Linked DNA regions of Triticum aestivum: region 2 is linked to region 1. Evidence: chromatin contacts called from public Hi-C data. All regions are on one chromosome and are shown on one strand. Each heading gives the region's core, a stretch centred on a gene start, on an enhancer-like site or on the middle of the called end of the contact. The rest is flanking DNA. Distances are from core to core; before and after follow the strand shown.

Region 1 (2,700 bases), core at 170-2,669:
GCAATTGTACTACATTGATTTAGTAAATGGGGATGAGCGACCGTAATCATGCTTCGAGGATATAGTCATGTTGGTGCACCTCATTAATAAATTTTAGTGTCGTGCTCATGTGACTGCTTGTCCTCAATCTTCTTGTGCGATTATTTGTTATCGGCGGATTGACGTGCATGTAGAATTATTTTAACATTTAGGGCTCATTTGGTTGCTGATGAGAGAAAACCCAGGGTAGCAAACCCCCAGGAGAGATTTTTTCTGTGCTCATGGGATCCCCTCTCACAATAGGGAGATATCTCTGGTGCCATTTGGCCGTCATGGGGAATCAAATCAGATAGATTACGTGGAGGAAGGAGATCGTGAGTATGAAGCTCCTCGCTTGCAGGACATCAATGCTCACGGTACGAAGGCATTGGAGGAGGCGAGGGGATCCGCGAGATGAAGGAAGTTTGTGTTCGCATGAGAGAGATGGGGTTTCGTCCCCGATGTCCGTAGCCCTGGATTCTCCCCCCGTGGATATGTCATGGATTGGGCCAAGATATCCCCGTCCGATGCACTTCCAAACTGACTACCGAATAATCCGAGGTCCGATTGGCCGGTGCTTTCTCCCCCTAGGGATAAGGCCGGGATCCCGAGGGGAATCAGGGAACCAAACGCGCCCTTAGGGGCGAGGGGGAGGGGGAGAGTGCTTTCACAGGAAGGAACAAGGTTCGATGTAGTGGATGCACATCATGCATCTGCGCGTTTGATGAGGTATGTTTGCGCATGTCCCAAGAAAAATCATGAAAGTCTAATTTACGGTTTTCTGAAAATCATGAAAAATCATGTAGCGCGTTCGAACTGCACTACGGCATGTTTTATAAAATTTATTCCAAGGCAAAATGAAGTACTTTTTCCAAAAATATAAATGAGGCTAATTAAACCATGTCAATCTTACTAACGCGTCGAATGCAACAAAACAAAACAACAACACACTTTGCACAATGATGACACTTCTGCAAGGCACGGCGATATTACAAACCTTTTCTTCTTTTTTGCGTAGTAAGCCGAAAGCAAATAGACAAGTCGCAAAATGTGTAAAAGAAAAAAAAAAGATGAACCAGACGGGATTGTCCTGTTTCACATGTGTGTTGTTGTTCACATGTACTCCCTCTGATCCATATTAATTGTTACGATTTTGTACAAATTAGTATGGATCAGAGGGAGTATTTGATTCTCTAAAAAATACTAGTCTTCTAAAAATTGGGCGGTTAGCGAATAGTTCTGCATCGTTATCATTTGATATTTTGCATTTGGCGTTTAACTGATGAATCTGAGATGCATTCCATGGAGGGAAACCAAGAGCTAGCATTGTTTTTTTTTTTTTTGAGGGAAAAGAGTTAGCATTGGTTGAGTGGTTATTACAGAGGCGTGTGTGAATCTGCGGGTAAGCATAGCAATATCAGCTATTCATTTATCTCGTACTACGTGTACACACACCCTCCCAACCTTGCCCGTTGCAATAATTTACTTCGTTCCAACAAACTTAACCGGAGACGCCTCTGCCCGCCCCTTCCGTCCATCGCGGCTCCCCTCTCAGCTGAGCTCAGTCCTCACTCCACGTCCGCGTCTCCTGCTGACTCCTCCTCCTCCCTCCTCCTCGCCCGGTTCCTCGGATCATCAACCTCACCCTCCCATCCATGGCTTCTCCAAGGTACGCACGCGCGGTCGATCCATCAGCGAATCTCCCTCCCGCCTCTCCCCCCGGAACACCAAGTTCAGTCCAGCGCCAAGTTCTTGACTCCTTTCTTGTCTTGTCGCCGCTGCAGTTCATGTCCTTGTCATGTGATTTTCCTCGTGTCTCTGAGATTCCTCAGGAACCAGAGGAGCTGAATGTTTCTGATAATTGTTATTGGGGCTGCGCAGGGCAGTGATTGATTGATTCATTAGGAGGGGGGAAGAAACAGATACAGAGGGGAGGGCGGATGTCGATGGAGATCCAGGAGGAGGACTCCGGCGAGACGGCGCCGGAGATGGAGGCGGCCGGCGTGAGCACGGTGGCCATCGCGGTGAGCGGGAGCAGGAGCAGCAGGCACGCCCTCAAGTGGGCCCTCGACAAGTTCGTGCCCGGCGGGAGGGTCCTCTTCCGGATCCTCCATGTCCGCCCGCCCATCACCATGGTGCCCACTCCAAGTCTGTCTTCTCTCTCATCTCTGCCTACTGTCTGAATTTACTGTTCTTGATGTCTGAACAAGAAAAAAAAATCAGTTTTAACAGACCACGAACCTTTTGCTACTATGACTGCTAGTTTAAAAAATATAAGTTCAGACTGCCATTTCTATGCCAATGGGATGGGTTAGTTTTGGTTTTGGTTTTGGTTTTGCTAGCTTCATATTTCTCAATAATTGATCTTGACAGTAGCAGCATCTACGAACAAATTTTATGGTTACAGTGTCACAAGGTCATACCTACTACCAGAGCACCAACTGCAGAGTGCAGAGTTTTGTCCTTGGGCGTACTGCATTATCGTTAGGCTGATGAATATGAGCTTTTCTTGTACCAAGTGTGGGCAATTTGTGATTTAAGGGTATACCTGCTGTTCTTTAGTCGTTGCCAATTATTCAGAACACTGATCTGACCTGCTATTCTTCATCCTCTGATGACAGTGGGCAATTACATCCCGGTCTCGCAAGTGCGCGACGATGTGGCATCGGCGTACAGGGAAGA
Region 2 (2,700 bases), core at 123-2,622, 40 kb before region 1:
AAATCTGGCGCCAGATTTTTGGACATGGCAAATTAAACATTTTTCATGATAATTTATATTGGTGCAAAAATGACAATTTTAGTCTGCGGGTATGACATTTTTTTTGGCAAAAATGAACTGAGACGGATTTGTCATGCCCGCCAACCAAATTTGTCATCCTCGATGAATACAACTTGGCATGAAGAAACGTTTGATTTATCATGACTAAAAACTGACGTTCTTTTTTTTTACGAGAATAACTTCCGATCTATTCATCAACTGTCAAGGTAATATACGCGTGCGCACACGCATACGTTCTCGCGTACGATCCCGGGCAACGTTGGCACTGCCCAACATGAGGCAGACAAACCTGCCCCGGTAGAAACAATGATCCGTCCCGAGTCTTGACCAGAGGGGGCAAAATTTTGTGTTTTGACCATTTTGTGAAAGTTTAGCCGGATCTGACCCTGGTTCGATTTTTTTTTTAAGATCTGACCCTTTTCCTAACGTCGGAATTGACAGCGGTAAGGTATAACAGCCTACCGCTGAGGTCCCGGCGATAAGACTTAATTGCGCCGTCACATCTGTTTAACATTAAAAATACCCTACCGTCAGAGTCTTTGGCGGTAGGCTGTGCAAACCTACCGCCAAAGAGCACGACAGTAGGCTCTGCACGTGCACATGCATAAATCCTGCAGTCACTCGTTTAAACTTTGGGCCATCCATCAGGAGCAGGCATGCATGCAGGTAACAGTGAGCTCGCTTGTCTTTTATCTCCGCAACATACGCGCATGCATCAATGCATCTCTCTACTAGGAGCTACTACTAGCCCGTGCTCACACTTAACTTGGAGCCTAGTAATAGCCTACATACTACTCCCACTTTTCTGCCACACGCTAGTCCTTGCTACATGCATGTAACAGTGAGCCTACTAGGAGTACTAGTTAATTTGGCGTGCACTTTTCTGCCACATGCTAGTCCCACTAGTGACATGCATGACCAGCGCAATAGGCTATTACGATGCGATGCCTACCGCCAGACTCTTTGACGGTAGGGTTGCACAACCTACTACCAAAAACTCTGGGTAGGTTATTTCCACCTTAAATGAACGTGATGGCGCAGTTAAGTCCTACCGTCAAGGCTCATGGCGGTAGGTAGTTATATCCTACCATCAGACACGATGGCGATAGAAAAAGGATCAGATTCTAAAAAAATTCGGACCAGGGTCAAATCCGGCTAAACTATCGTAAAAGGGTCAAAACATGAAATTTAGCCACCAGAGGGAGTGGACGACGTTCCGGGAAAAACACGACGCGCATTAAATCATGTATATCTATCCAAGTCGCAACTTGCGAGGAAGGAAGGATGCCATGTGAACACAGGGCGAATCGGGACCTTTCTTCCGAATAGTATAGGACAACACCACCAGCACCAGGACGACGGCGAAGACGACAACGGCCCACGGTGACGACGACGCTCATGAACTGCATCTTCCATAATCCGTAGTATATCCATCCTGCTACGTGCAGTATTATTTGTGTGTGTGTGGTCGGGTCCTGCGTTTTTTTTTTTGAGACACTATTCTAGGCTAGATGTTTTTTTTAGGCAATCCAGGGTAGATTTTAGCAGTTGCAAACTTGCAATCCATGCTAGATGCTTTTTTTAGGGGTCTCCAGGTTAGATGCTTGTGGTCGGGTCCTGCGTGAAAGCTATGCGGGTCGACTGGGTAGGGCTGAGCGGACGTTGTTTCGGGTGAACGCGACAGGGCCATGCCTAGACTGGGCCGGTGCATCCCCCGTTTTCGTTTTGAACTTTCATGCCGGCCCGCTTTTGTTTAGAATTTTTTATTTTCTACTTTTATTTTAAATTTTAAAATTCATGAGAATTTTTAAGTCTCTTATTTTTGTAAAATGATCATGAGTATTTTATAAATTGTGATTTTTTCTAAAATGTTAATACCTTTTTAAAATCGATGAACATTTTCAAGATTTGCGATTATTTTCTAAATTTATGGATATTTTTAAAATCATGATTTTCTTTGAATTTTGAGACTTTTTTTGAAGTCATGAATATTTTCTAAAATAAATGAACTTTCTTATAATAGCACCAGTTTTAGATGATCCACAACTTTCTTCAGGTATGTCCACAACTCTAAAAATATGACATCACTTATACTAAGCCAGCAAAATTCGAGCCGACGAATGATACTCTACAGTTTCTTCACGTTAGTATAGAGAAATACAACATTTTTCACTCAGACTAGAACAAAGACGAACAAGCAAAAAAAAGGCAAAAAGCATGAAAAACAACATTATCAACAATTCCTAATTAGGAAATGCAAAAGGCATTACAGCCACATGCCACGGTAGATTCTGAACTACAAAACAATGTTGCTAAATCAGGTGAGTACACTGACCGACCAACCCTGAAAATCACTATGTCGAACAGCTCCGGGCTGCAAGGCAGATTGATGACCAGTAGGCATGCAAATTCCCAACCTTTAGGGTACCCTCCGACCCTCCTTAGTTCAATTAAATGAACTAAAATTTCAAAAATAATTAATATAAATTCTGAAAGTTAGTTCATTTAGTTGAATTATGGAGGGTTGAAGGGTAACCTCAAGGTTCCAAATTTGCATCCCTAATGACCAGAGGGCTCGGCTTCCCATAGCAACCATCACATATTGTGTTCGAGTCAAATTTATTGTTTCCAACAATATTT

What was found. Hi-C and Micro-C count contacts between places; a contact is called where the count stands out from the background.
Region 2: a contact with region 1 is called in a Hi-C map of leaf, with 2.6 times the contacts expected there. The contact joins the enhancer-like site here to the promoter of LOC123169178 in region 1. A contact is called at or near these places in 4 of 5 Hi-C or Micro-C datasets (leaf, root and an unstated tissue) and 1 of 1 datasets of contacts at active chromatin or transcription factors (leaf).

What each region holds. Positions count from the first base shown.
Region 1 is chr7D:48,384,824-48,387,523 of IWGSC CS RefSeq v2.1, reverse strand. LOC123169178 (U-box domain-containing protein 35) reads left to right here and starts at 1,419. Exons shown (of 9, transcript XM_044587027.1): 1 at 1,419-1,687; 2 at 1,900-2,166; 3 at 2,640-2,700. The coding sequence starts at 1,959. It overlaps LOC123169182 (a long non-coding RNA gene), which reads right to left. Exons shown (of 3, transcript XR_006484673.1): 1 at 2,567-2,700; 2 at 2,442-2,491; 3 at 2,080-2,219.
Region 2 is chr7D:48,424,688-48,427,387 of IWGSC CS RefSeq v2.1, reverse strand. No RefSeq gene overlaps it. Among protein-coding and RNA genes, the nearest start is that of LOC123170489, 22 kb to the left of the region's middle. Within about 2 kb of position 1,372, at least 6 of the 8 cell types and tissues checked have an H3K27ac peak or open chromatin away from gene starts, as enhancers often do. A contact at or near this core is called in leaf, where this site is marked.